Regions from separate parts of the Sus scrofa genome. Here region 1 is linked to region 2. Evidence: chromatin contacts called from public HiChIP or PLAC-seq data. All regions are on one chromosome and are shown on one strand. The core of a region is the stretch at or near the end of the contact, and the rest is flanking DNA. Distances in the headings are between cores, read along the strand shown.

What was found. HiChIP or PLAC-seq counts read pairs in DNA pulled down with a chosen protein or histone mark.
Region 1: a contact with region 2 is called in an H3K27ac HiChIP or PLAC-seq map of alveolar macrophages. The contact joins two enhancer-like sites. A contact is called at or near these places in 2 of 2 datasets of contacts at active chromatin or transcription factors (alveolar macrophages and skeletal muscle).

Annotation. Positions count from the first base shown.
Region 1 is chr11:19,410,078-19,417,605 of Sscrofa11.1, reverse strand. No RefSeq gene overlaps it. Among named protein-coding and RNA genes, the nearest start is that of ITM2B, 36 kb to the right of the region's middle. Within about 2 kb of position 5,700, at least 1 of the 83 cell types and tissues checked has an H3K27ac peak or open chromatin away from gene starts, as enhancers often do. A contact at or near this core is called in alveolar macrophages, where this site is marked.
Region 2 is chr11:18,501,980-18,508,625 of Sscrofa11.1, reverse strand. It overlaps CDADC1 (cytidine and dCMP deaminase domain-containing protein 1), which reads left to right. Exons shown (of 10, transcript XM_003357836.4): 3 at 2,842-2,916; 4 at 5,893-6,070. Among named protein-coding and RNA genes, the nearest start is that of CDADC1, 13 kb to the left of the region's middle. Within about 2 kb of position 3,250, at least 3 of the 83 cell types and tissues checked have an H3K27ac peak or open chromatin away from gene starts, as enhancers often do. A contact at or near this core is called in alveolar macrophages, where this site is marked.

The DNA.
Region 1 (7,528 bases), core at 4,451-6,950, 910 kb before region 2:
GGATTAGCAAGATCTGTCAAGGGCAGGAGGTAAGGAAGTGGGGGCAGGGCTCCATGGTCACCTTTCCTAGACTCTAGGATCTGTGTGAGTGACTAGGAAAAAACATATTTGGATAGCTAAAATGAGGTCAGATTGCTTCTCCTGGAAAGCCAGGCTGAAAGAGTTGAACTTAGTTCAGTAGTTCACAAGGATCTGTTATAGATTACTGAAGAGGGAAGAAGCAGCAGGAAACCTTCAGGAAATGAATTATGTTTGTGGCCGTGGCATGTTAAATAAGATAAAGACGGAAAAGACTGGACTCCTTGAAGAAAACTAGGAAACTGCTAACTTGATGTAAATCAGTTGCTTTTCAAACTTTCCTTAACAGGAATCCTTTCTAGAAATGAAAGCTTATGTGAAAACTCAACATATGAAGAAAAATAAAAGTGGTCTTTTTATTAGGACAATTTATTTTATGAATTTAAATATATAATATATGCTTATAAAAATGTCAACCACGGAGTTCCTGTTGTGGCTCAGTGGTTAACGAACCCAACTAGTAGCCGTGAGGACACGGGTTCGATCCCTGGCCTCGTCAGTGGGTCAAGGATCTGGAGTTGCTGTGGTGTAGGCCGGGGGCTACAGCTCCAATCAGACCCTAGCCTGGGAACTTCCATATGTGGGTGGGTATGGCGCTAAAAAGCAAAAAAGCAAAAAAAAAAAAAAACAATGTCAACCAGGAGTTCCCTGTTGGCACAGTGGGTTAAGGATCAAGTGTTGTCAGTGCTGTAGCATGGGTTTGACCTGCATACCACAGGTGCAACTGAGAAAAAAAAAAAAAGAATGTCTTGTTAAATGAGCACAAAATTTTTACTTCTGGGATGATGGAAGAGAGTTGCATCTTGTATTAGCTTTAGCATCCAACCATCCAATTTATTTTTGAATTTTATTCTGGTTTTATAGTAGCAAGAAAATCCTGATACACACTGATTCACAGAGATGAATACTCGAATATGGTAGGTTTTGTTTGTTTGGTATTTCACAACTGGTCTACAGGGTACTTACTCAATTAAATTAATCCAGAAGGTAGTGCCAAAGGAATTTTTTTTTCCCCTTAAAAAAATGAATAGCCAGAAGCCTCCAAAGCAAATATGTGAGCTTATCGTGATGGGCCATGGCTACTGGCTCACTCACAGTCACTGAAGAGTGAGAAGAGCAAGCAAATGAAAGAAGCTATTGAGACTAGCCAGGCACTTAATCTAGCGCAGCGCGCCTGCGCCGTGGTAGTGGCTGAGGTTGCAGTTTTACAGATGTGCGCAGTCCAGAAATGAAAAAAGCAGGGTGCAGTTTCAGCTTTCCCAACATCAAAGACATTAGGCTTTGCATTTATGTTTGAATCTGCTGGCTTCAAAATCCTTTATTTTACTTGAATCCCCCAGAGAAGAGAGAAGGCAGAGGGAGAAGAGGAAGAGGTGCCAGGTCTGAGATTTTTTCCCCCCAGCTATAAAAGAGTTTTTGTAATTTTTTCAGTAATAAGCTTGGATTAATACCCACCATTTAAAAACCAAGTGAGTAAATTTCATTTTGTAAATTCAGACATATTCCACATTACATCCCCCGATGGCTGAAGGAATTTTTTACTTGAGAGAAAAATTTTTAAAGCTAATAATTCCCTTCCTTAGATTAAGAGGGCTGTTGTGCGAGTTCCCGTCGTGGTGCAGTGGTTAACGAATCCGACTAGGAACCATGGGCTTTAGGGTTCGATCCCTGGCCTTGCTCAGTGGGTTAAGGATCCAGTATTACGGTGAGCTGTGGTGTAGGTTGCAGACACGGCTCAGACTCCGCGTTGCTGTGACTCTGGTGTAGGCCAGAGGCTACAGCTCTGATTAGACCGCTAGCCTGGGAACCTCCATATGCCTCAGGAAGTGGCCCTAGAAAAGGCAAAAAGACAAAAAAAAAAAAAAAAAAAGAAGAAGAAGGCTGTTGTGGATCACTTATATTACAGAAAATTTAGGACCATAAAGAGCAAAGAGGATCTGGGGAATAAAGCATTATTTACATTTAAACATATTTAGACTCTGCCTTTTAATATTGTCAGAGGTTTACTTGCTTGTTTTCATGTATTGGACAGGAAAGGAACCCTTAGGAATAGAAAAAATTATTTACACTTACTGGGATAGCAAACTGATATTCCATTTTTTAAAGTTACAAAATTAAAAATCTACTTTTCCTTGAGTTTAAATTAGTAATCTTATTATGCAAATTAAAATTCTCCTCTCACTATTCTTTGATTAATATTTGGTTTGCTCATGTTGAGAAACTAAACTATTAAAGTCACTACAAACTTGAATAATTAAATCCCCTTAAACATTTTAAACTGCATTTATAAATTTAATAGAGTCAATTTTTATTTTAAACACTTCACATGCCTGCAGAGCATATTTATAACCTTCTGAGTGGCTTCCCCAAGTACTTAAATAACCCTTATTAATCAAATGCATTAAATACATAAATACAGCAAATTAAATTCTCTTAGGCATTCCAGTTACTTGAAAAAAGGTGGAAATACTAAAAGAAATGCAGACATTGGAAAGAGAAGGAAGACTGTTAGAGGCATGCTGATATGAGGCCTAAAAGATGCGCCATAAAAAATTGCTACTAAGGTTTGGGTTTTTTTCTTTTGCTTTTTTTAGGGCTGCACTCGTGGCACATGCAGGTTCCCAGCTAGGGTCCAATCAGAACTGCAGCGGCCAGCCCACATCACAGCCACAGCAACACAGGATCTGAGCCGCATCTGCGACCTACACACAGCAACTGCAATGCCAGATCCTTAACCCATTGAGCGAGGCTAGGGATGGAACCCACAACCTCCTGGTTCCTAGTCAGAATCGTCGGATTCATCTCCGCTGCACCACAACGGGAAACTCCCTTTTTTATTTTTATTTTTTTTCTTTTTTTAGGGGCTACTAAGGTTTAGAAGGAGGTTCTCTGAAATCAGAATCACAGAAGTCCTTCAACATACACGTGCCAAACCCCAGCACAGACCTACTCAATCTCATATACTGTGAATATTTCGAAAAGGCTCCCTGATGCTGCCCAAGTCACCCTAAACATCTCACTCCCTACCCAACCCATAATCCCACATGCCCTCAGCCTGCTTGTAAATCGCTGGTTGGAGTGCAAGGAAAAGCTTCTTCAAGAAATAAGATTTGATATGATCACTTAGTGTCTCCTTTGTACACAACTCCTGTGGAGCAAATGTTCAGAGACTAGACCACCAAGGCTTGGGAGAACACCCATAGTTAGGGGACAGAAAGAAGAGATGCCTAAAAAAGCAATCATGGAATTTTACACCTAACTATATCTTGGACAGAGTAACAAAGTCACGAAATTTACCTTTTGCACTTAGCACACATGAGAAACCAAGGTCTGCGGTTCTATTCTCCCCTCCCCCAAGTGTGTATGTGTGTGTGTATAACTATATACAGATAGATAACTAAAGTCTTTTTTTTTTTTTTTTTTTTGTCTTTTGTCTTTTTGTCTGTTGTTGTTGTTGCTATTTCTTGGGCCGCTCCCGCGGCATATGGAGGTGCCCAGGCTAGGGGTCCAATCGGAGCTGTAGCCACTGGCCTACGCCAGAGCCACAGCAACGCGGGATCCGAGCCGCATCTGCAACCTACACCACAGCTCACGGCAACGCCGGATCGTTAACCCACTGAGCAAGGGCAGGGACCAAACCCGCAACCTCATGGTTCCTAGTCGGATTCGTTAACCACTGCGCCACGACAGGAACTCCAACTAAAGTCTTAGAATAGAAATCAGATGCTAAAAATCTATATTTGAATTCTGACAAGAATGCAGCAAGGGTTTAACCAAAAGCCTGATATAGATATAGATATAGATATAGATATAGATATAGATTCTCCCCCTCCCCCAAATACATTATATAGAGTTTCACTGTAGGGTTCAGGTAGAGTTGTTTTCAAAGGGGTCTCTGGCCTAAATGAGAAAGATTTCAATGAGTCTTTTCTCATTCGCTTCCTTCCTTCCCTTTCTTTCTTTTACAGAACTGTTGCAAGCCCAGCACTGAGTGAAGCACGGTGGAGGTTACGGCAGAATTCGGGGGCCATGACTTTCCCCCAGATCGTACAGTTTAGCTGGGGAAATGAGACCAACCCAAATATAACAATAAGAACAATATAAGGCCACATACAATCAAATTCTAGGTAGAGCATAACAAGAAATTGAGTAGGAGATGGAAAAGGCAGGTTTCTGGAGATTGGAAGGTTGGAAAAGGCAGGGTGGGCCCTACAGAGATTCAAAGACATCAGCTGACTCTCACAGACCCAGTAGGATGGTTGCGTAGCCTAACCCAGGTGCAGAAGCCTCTGGGTACTTTGAAAGGAAAGGCCCATAAGAGAAATACTGAAAATTCTGAGTAAGCTGGCCACATATTCCACAGAAATATCAGGACACATGGTTGGACACATGGCCTAACAACAGGAAAGAATATTTTTAATTGGGGCTGTACCAGAAAATCTAAAACATATGGTTACTCTACTTACTGGCCAAGAAAACCCTAATACAAAAGAAGGACCAAGCTGTCTAACCCTAGGTAGACGAGACACAGGCACACGGTCAAAGATGCTGCTAGACCATTTTTCCAGTCATCAGAGTTAATGCTCTTTGTTAAGATTTCTGCTAATCGTTTTGGAGAAAAGGTCAATGCCTGGACAATAAAAGACATTGGGAGAATTTACATCCAGATTTCTGAAATTACATTCTTCAATATTCTCTCAATAACCTCAAATAATCTTTGTAGGAACAGGGTATAAATAATGAACACAAAAATGTTTCTTCCACTTGGAGTTATAAAATAAAATTCAATTCAAAATTCAAAGTCTCCTTTCCTATAAGAAAAAAAAAAAAAAAAAGAACATCGATACCATGAGAGTTCCAGGCATGTTATCAGAGCCTTCACTCACATTGGAAAATATATTTTAAATTACTAGGATTGGTATGTGTAATTTTGCCTTTTGCTTCCCTGATGTCTCACTGTTTTAATAGCTTTCTGTCTAAAATAAGATACACGCCAGAAGCTTCCTTATCCAGTTTTATGATTTAAAAATCTTAGCAATTATGGGGAAAAAAAACTGTTTTCAAGGCTTTAACTCAAGTCTTGGCAGGTTAAAATACCTTCCATTTCAACTTTCAGTGCAGCCCAGGGCTCAGAGATGATTCGCCAACACATTCTCAATATTGTCAAGGAAATGCACATTTTTCTCCTTTTACGGACAGTGAATACATTGACCAAGATGATGTGGTAATCATTGCTGAAGCACAACAGCAAAACAACTAACTTCCATTGCTTCTAAAAAAATTTTTAAACGCATCTTGAAATATACGTGTTTCTGATAAAAGCAAGATTTCTTATTTGTAGATTTTTTGGTCATTTTTCATTAAAGTATAGTTGGTTTACAATGTCGTGTTAATTTCTGCTATACAGCAATGTGATTCAGTTATACATATAACATACACATTCTTTTGAAGAAGACATATTTTAAATGAGATTTCCTGAAAACTAGACTTGTCTGTTTTGTTTTTTCAATTTTCCACTGTTATTTCAGGCCTCAAAAAAAGACGTACAGTTAAAGACAGAGCTTGACTTTCATTAGCTAGAGTTGCTACAAAAGAGGAAATACCTAAACACACACAATAGAAAGGGAATATTTTGCAACCATGAAAATAAAAAACTGTATTCAGCCTTAAAAAGGAATGAAATTCTGACACAAAAGGACAAATACTGAATGAATCCTTTTAATATAATGAGAGACCTAGGGTAGTCAAATTCATAGAGACAGCAAGTGGAATGGTGGTTGCCAGGGGCTGGGGTGAGAAGAGAATGAGGAGCTATTGTTTAATAGATGCAAAGTTTCAGTTTTGAAAGATGAAAAGAATTCTGGAGATGGATGGTGTTGAGGGTTGCACAACAATATGAATGTATTTAATGCCACTGATCTGTACACTTTAACATGGTTAAAATGATACATTTTATGCTACGCATATTTTCCCAATTTTTAAAATAAAAAATTATTAATAAATTTGTAGATATTCCTATCACCACTTATCTACCCAGATAAAAACTCTCTCTCCCAATCCCCAAACCTGACAGTGAAGCATTCATGGTTTTTGGAGAATTTAGCTAGAGCCTAAGTATTCAGTAGATAATAAAGATAAATGATACGAATAAAAGTTCTTTATTACATGTGAAAGTGGGATAAAGAATACGGTGGGGATGACAGAGAGGAAGGGCTCACTTCTACCCAGAGCGGAGCGCTTTGCCTATTTTTTTCCTTTGTATATACACTGAGAAATATTTCAACTCTTTAATTTCACTGGGTAGGAGGTGTAAATAGATGAGGTAACAGAGAAAAGTAAAACAAGTTTTCAGAAGATACTCAACAGGGAGTTCCATTGTGGCGAAGCAGAAGCGAATCTGACTAGGCTCCACGAGGATGCAGGTTCAATTCCTGGCCTTGCTCAATGGGTTGGGCCTCTGGCGTTGCCATGAACTGTGGTGTAGGTCGCAGATGTGGCTTGAATCCCACGTGGTTGTGGCTGTGGTGTAGGCCGGCAGCTGTAGCTCTGATTGGACCCCTGCCTGGGAACTTCCACTGTGCCGCAGGTATAGCCCTAAAAAGAAAAAAAAAAAAAAAAAAAAAAAGATTCTTTGATTCTTTACAATATAAAATCCAAGAGGACAGAAAACCCTCTAGATGGGATACATGAATTAGAAAAACATCAGATAGAAATTCTAGTTACAAAGTAGAGAAGAGTAACTGGGATTAGGAGGAAAAAGTAATAAAATGACCAAAGTAAGCAATAAGTGTTATTTAGTGCATATAGCAGGATAAACTACAAAAGAATTCAAGGGCGTGTGCTTCGTTGTGAAGGACTCTACAATCTAACATGGGGCGAAAGGTACAAATATGAAACAAACACATTTTTCAAGCAATAATACATAAGGGCAAAATGAGATAAGATAAAAAGTATGTGAGTGTTAATGAGAGATTAGGCAGAGGAATTAAAACAACATGATCCCAGAGGTTGGGGTCCAATTTGGAAATAAAGGAGGGGTGATGTCGGTAAAGAGGAACTAGGACCTTGCAAACTGGAGCCCCAGAGACGGGAACAAACAAAGTCCCATGAGTCTGCACAAGAAATGGAAGACACAGCATGAGAGTGTCTGTCCCATAAGTGACTACTCACAGCGGACTTGGAGGAATTCAGGGGAATAAGAGGTACTTACAAGTTCACGAAAAGGCACCTAAAAATATACTTCCAAGAGTTCCCATTGTGGCTCAGGGGTTAAGGACCCAATGTTGTCTCTGTGAAGATGTGGGTTCATCCTTGGCCTCGCTCAGTGGGTGAAGGATCTGACATTGCCACAAGCGGAAGGCCACAGCTTCAGCCCTGGAACTTCCATATGCTGCAGGTGCAGTGGTTAAAAAAATACACTTCCAAAGCTGCGCGAATTTTAATGTTGCCG
Region 2 (6,646 bases), core at 2,001-4,500:
TATTAGTCTTTTGTCAGATAGGTGATTTGCATATATTTTCTACCATTCAATAGATTGCCTTTTTTCATTTTCTTATAGTTTCTTTTGCTGTGCAAAAGCTTTTTCATTTGTTATATTCTCACTTGTTTATAAACTTTTGCTTTTGTGGCTTTTACTTTTGGTGTCAGATTAAAAAAATTGCCAAAACCTATGTCAAGGAACTTACCATCTGTTTTCTTCTGGGAGTTTTATGGTTTTTATTATCATTTTACTGTCATCTTAATGATTATATAACAGTGCATTGTATCAATGTAACACGTCCCCTTATTATTGTACATTTAGATGGTCTATAATATTTTTACCAGCCTTAGGGTATTATTAACTACAACTGCTTCTGACTATGACTGCTGTTTAGGGTTTTCTGTGTTAAATATTTACACTATATGGGTGTGCCTTGAAGATTGTTCAGGAAGGTATATACTGAGTATACGGAGTAAGAATTTTTAATAATCCAGCCTAAAACTAGATAAATGAGTGGGAGAGAAACTAATTATTAATGAGACTTCCAAGGGAAAAAACCTGCAATTAAAAGTTTTAGAAGTTGAGTACTATTGAACGTGGCTGTCATTTAAAAATAATTATCTCTCCTGTTGGCTCATAGTTTTACATTTTAGTTAAGTAAGACTTATTCAAGTTGCCCGAATATTACGTTAGTAAGATTATAATAACTGCATTGTTCCCTCATATTTCTCTATACATCATATACTCCCAGCTCTTCCCATTGTGTCTTTTGGTACCTTGTTTTTATGCTAAAAGACCTCACATGCTTTTCTAGAGCAGAATTCCTATAGCATAATGGCGAGGACAGTGGATTTGGGGCTCAGATCCATGCTTACCCCCTTATGAGCTATGTGACCATGGTTGAGCTATTTAATCTCTCTCCACAATTTCTTCATTTGGAAAAAGGGAATAACCATAGCTACTTCATAAAGGTGTGAGTATTAAATGAGCTAATTTAGGGCCTAATACGTGGTAAACACTCGGTAAAAGTGAGGTGTTACTGCTGTCACACGGGCATTCATCATCATCATCACCACTGTTACCACGGCACCCCTCACTTCACTGCCAGCATCGTTGCTTCCTCCCCTTCCTCTTCTGCCTGAACATTCCCAGAACATGGCTTTTCTTGTAAACGTCTCAAAAGTTACCCCTTTTCTAGTGTCCAGCACTTGTTTCAGAAGACTAAGAGGTCAACCTTCACCGAGTTTGCCATTCCTACTTTGAAACTTTCTCCAGTAAGGAGTTCCTGTTGTGACGCAGCAGAAACGAATCCGACTAGGTTGATTCATGAGGTTGCGGGTTCGATCCCTGGCCTCGCTCAGTGGGTTAAGGATCCAGCGTTGCCGTGGGCTGTAGTGTAGGTCGCGGACACGGTTCCGATCTGGCGTTGCTGTGGCTCTGGTGTAGGCCAGAGGCAACAGCTCCAATTAGACCCCTAGCCTGGGAACCTCCACATGCCATGGGTGTGGCCTTTTCCAAAAGAGAAGGAAAAGAGACTTTCTCCAATGTATTACATATCCCGCCTGTGGTGAGGCTCACAGAATCCTGATGTTTCACCCTGTCATCTACTTACCTTATAGTCACGTTACTGTGTTCATAAATCTTACACTCTGTAATACTTACATCCTAAGCAACGATGTTTATGGCTGGAGCATAGCAAGGGTTCAATAATTATTTATTGAATTAATAAATGAAGAATAAATCTGCTGTGAACATTGTGTTTAAAAGCTGGTTGAATGGATGGATGGATGAATGAATTTATCCTTTGTCTCAAAACTTTCTACTTCAAGTTTTACCCTGCCCCCCTTCTTTGGCTGCCCTGTGGCATATGGAGTTCCAGGCCAGAGATCAGACCCACGCTGCAGTTGTGGCCTACACTGCAGCTGCAGCAACACCAGATCCTTAACCCACTGTGCCAGGCCAGGAATTGAACCTGTGTCCCAGTGCTCCAGAAAGGACACAGTTTAAAAAAAAGTTTTACTTTTAGAGTAGACTTACGGACATTCCTGTGTTAGCGTTGACAAAGTTCATGGCTTCAAATGACACAGATTTATATTCTTAGAGTTCTGTAGGTCACAGATCCAAAATAGATCTCACAAGGCTAAAGTCAAAGTGTTGGCAGGACTGCATTCCTTCTAGGGAACAATCAGTTTCCTTAGCTTTTCCAGCTTCTAGAGGCTGCCTACATTCCTTGGCTCCCATCTTCAGTGCCAGCAATGGTGGAATAAGTCTTTGTCATGTTGCATCACTCTGACCCTCACTCTCCTGCCTCCCTCTTTTACTTATAAGGACCCTTGTGATTTACTTTGGGCCCACCCAGATCATCCAGGTCAAGCTATTCATCTCAAGATGATGAGCAGCCTTAATTCCATATGCAGCCCTGCAAGTAATAGCCACAGGCTCCAGGGGGTCTTTGGGCAGCCGTTATTCTGCCTACCACAATCCATATCTCATACCCTTGCTACAGATTTCCTTACCTTCCCAATACCAGATAATTTACCTCTGCTCCCCTTTCGTTCTTCTTACCCATAGCCACACTCAGATTTTTCCATTGCTCAAAACGGCCCCATCTCTGAAAACTTAAACTACAGAATTTTATTTTTAGTTCTGTGTTTTGGAAAAGTATGTTGGGGCCAGGTTAAGTAGTCTGAACTTGAACCTGAACAAAGCAGGAAGTCATTGCAGAGTTTCATCAAGAAAAAAAAATGAATGGCTACAGCCAAAAAAACCTTTAAATATAGGAAATATTGAATTAATCATATGTCTTGCTAATCTTTTTTTTTTCCTTAATCTTTTTATTAGGAAAAAGAGGAGGGAAAGCATGGACCCTTAGGAGATAATGAAGAGATGGCCAGAGTATCTACTGATAAAAAACAGGTAAATTTTTATGATTTTTTAAAAAGACATAAGTGCTCGTAATAACACAGCAAAAGGAATGGTATAAAGTACAATAAAAGTCCCTTTTATGCTCAAGTTCTCTGTTCCTACTTCCAAGAGAGTTTTTGTATATTCTTCTAAAAATTATGCATTTCCAAGACTGTACATGTCTCTCCAAAGGTGGGTCTGGAGGAGAGAATAGAGTATTAAGTATTGTACAATACATTCCTACAACTTGCTCTTTTTAAAAAAAATTTCAAATCTCACACTTGTCACCTTCCCCTCTAAGTTCATATAGATGTTGAGAAACACTCTTGCATGTTCTCTCAGACTCCAGCACATCCTGCTGGTCTTGCCAAGAATGCAAGGCCCTAAGTGTTCTTTGCCTAGGCCATTTCTCAGAATTGTGTTTGCCGCAAGCAACCTTGAGGGTTGAGGTACTATCTTCCCCTGAAACGGAGAACGGATTTGCTGACCCTTTGAGATAAAACACAGCCGAATTCCTCTCCTATAACACAACCCACTTCACATCCAGGAATCCGTATGAGCCCATCTGCACGACCCCTGTGGGGCTTGTAGGCGGGGAGCCGTCCCACACAGGACGCTCACATGGCTTGCTGTGCTGCGAACCACAGACCCAGGAGGTTCCTGTCTTCTGCTAGCATCCAAGAAACAATAGCAGGCTAACTACTGGCTTGGAAGTAGAGTAGATCAAAGCCCAGACCTGACAAGATGAACCTTGTTCTTTTTCATATTGCATAGTGTATCCTTGCTATTTTAATCCTTTGAGTTTTCCAGAGAGATTCTGATTCATTGGGTATGAAGTGGAGCCAAAACATGTATATTTTGATGATTCTGGTGTACATTCCTGGAGATTTTCTGATTGTTTCTGAGAACGAGTCTCTAAAATGCCCAGCAAGAATATAGAAATAATTTATTTTAAAATATTTAGATGTTTTTAATTACTAAGAAAGGCAAAAGGGAAAAAGTAGTGACTCGCCAGTTAAGTAAACGTGCTAGTGTTCACATGCCAAACACACTGTCCTCTTTTGCCTGTGTTTTCATGTAAAACTGTGACTAGGAGTACATAGCCGACTTGCCAAGATATGAGTAAAATGAAGCAAAGTCAGGATCTAGAACAGTGCTTCTCTGCAAATATTCCGTCTTCTGGGAGTTGTAGTAAGTGGAAGTACTGAAATGGAACGCAACTTAGACTTTTATTGGTTTGGTTTTATTTTAGGTTTGGGATGAATAAACCCTGGTCTCAAACTGGATATTTTGGACTTAGCCAGAAACAAAATGGGAAAAAAAAAACAAAAAAAACATGTTTTCTGAAATGAAAAGGGCTCTAGACAAAGAAAGTGATAAATTTAGCCTAAAAGATTGTTCAGTTAAAAAAATGAATTGATAGTATGCCTCCCATTCTTTAGAAATTACTTTTTAAAAAGTCTTTTGTAGCCAGGGTTTCTAGCTTTATTTCTGTCTACTTAACTACTTAGAAAATCTAAGGCTAAAATCATTTAATTGCAGCCATTTCTATTGGCCACAATTGATTCAGCTTAATAATATAAGCTCAAGTCTGCTGATTTTTTTTTTTTTTTTTTTTTGGACACCCCCATGGCATATGGAAGTTCCCAGACTAGAGGCTGAATTGGAACTACAGCTGCTGGCCTACACCACAGCCACAGCAGCTTGGATCTGAGCCTCGTCAGTGACCTGCACCACAGCTCCAGCAATGCTGGATCCCTGACCCACTGAGCGAGGCCAGGGATCCAACCCGAATCCTCATGGATATTAGTCAGATTTGTTTCCGCTGAGCCACTACAGGAACTCCCTGCTGAGATTTTTTTTTTTTTCTTTGGCTAGGCCCATGGCATGTGAAAGTTCCTGGGCCTGGGACTGAACTCAAGCCACAGCAGTGATAATGCCAAAACCTTAAGCACTAGGCCACCAGGAAACTCATGAGATCTTTTGATAAGACTGCATCATTGATAGTTTTTTTTTTTTTATTTATTGAAACTTGCTGGAGTTATTTAGAAGTAGATACTAACATACACTTTGTGTTTAAGGAACGTTAAAAATCTTAAGAAACTTTGGGGTGGGAGGTAAAAGTGTTCAAGGTAAATTTAAAGCTTATTTACGTTAAATTAATTTGATTATGTATTTATTATGTTTTGGCCACACCCCCAGCATATAGAGTTCTGGGCCAGGGACTGTATCGAAGCCGCAGCTCCGATGCGGGATGACCTCTGCTGTAGTTCTCTGCCTTGTACTGCTTCTGGGTCTTTCAGAAAATCATGCAAACTCTCTGGGGTTCGCTTACCCATGTGTAAAAATCACAGGGTTTTTCCTTTTATTTAGAAGCTTAATATTAAATAGTCTGAGACTTGGAGTTCCCATCGTGGCGCAGTGGTTAGCGAATCCGACTAGGAACCATGAGGTTGCGGGTTCGATCCCTGCCCTTGCTCAGTGGGTTAACGATCCGGCGTTGCCGTGAGCTGTGGTGTAGGTTGCAGACACGGCTCAGATCCAGCGTTGCTGTGGCCCTGGTGTAGGCCAGCGGCTTCAGCTCCGATTAGACCCCTGGCCTGGGAATCTCCATATGCCGCGGGAGCGGCCCAAGAAATGGCAAATAGACAAAAACAAAAAAATAAAATAAAATAAAATAAATAGTCTGAGACTTAATGCTAGAAGAAACAAGTCAAATTGACTTGGTTATTGCTCTTTACTAGGTTAAAATATATTATTTTTTACTGGGATAAATGTATGATAATTGAATGTTTAATTGTTTGGTTTAGAAAGCCTAGATTTTGAAAATTTCTGGTATAACATCAACAGTAAACTTTAAGAAAAATTTTGAACATTTTGAGAAATGTGTTTTGATCATTTTAGTAATAAGTATAATCCATGATATGCTCATTAAATGTTAAAACTAATCACATAAATTATAAATTATTATTTTGTATCTTAACGTAGGTGAAGAGAACTGGTCTCGTGGTCGTGAAAAACATGAAAATTGTTGGTCTCCACTGTTCTAGTGAAGATTTACATGCTGGGAAAATTGCTCTGATAAAACATGGGTCAAGGCTGAAAAACTGTGATCTTTATTTTTCCAGAAAACCATGTTCTGCTTGTTTGAAAATGATTGTAAATGGTAAGTGCAAACAAGGCCTTTGTTGGGGATTAATAGCATTTATCTTAGAACAAAGTAAGTGGGAACAAATTGCCTAAACTCCACTGAGATAATTTAGAAATGTAAATATATATCTGAAGACAGTTTGATATCCATAAGAAGGAAAGTCAGAAAATAGGGATTTTGGTCTCAGCTCTGTCACTAACTAGCTAGGTGACCATTCTTGAATTGGTAGACTAACACTAGCTGCTGTAGCAGAAAACACCGAAATTTCGGTGGCTTAAACTAGATGCTCATCACCCGTGTAATAGTCCAGTGCAGGTGTTGGTGAACAGCAGACAGCTCTTCTCCATGTGGTTGATTCATGGGCCTAGGCATTGTCTGTCTTATTGCTACTGTCATCTCTTCGAGCCTTGAGTCTTCTGCATCTAGAGATAGAAAGAGTAGAGAAGCATACCTGCTTCCTAAAAATCCTGGCCTGAAAGTCAAGCTATCATTTGTGTTCGTATCCACCGTGGAAACTGTATTTCCTGGCGGGGCAGCTATCTCCCAGTGACTTCTCTCCCCTTTGGAAGGAGGAGCACAAATTATTAATGT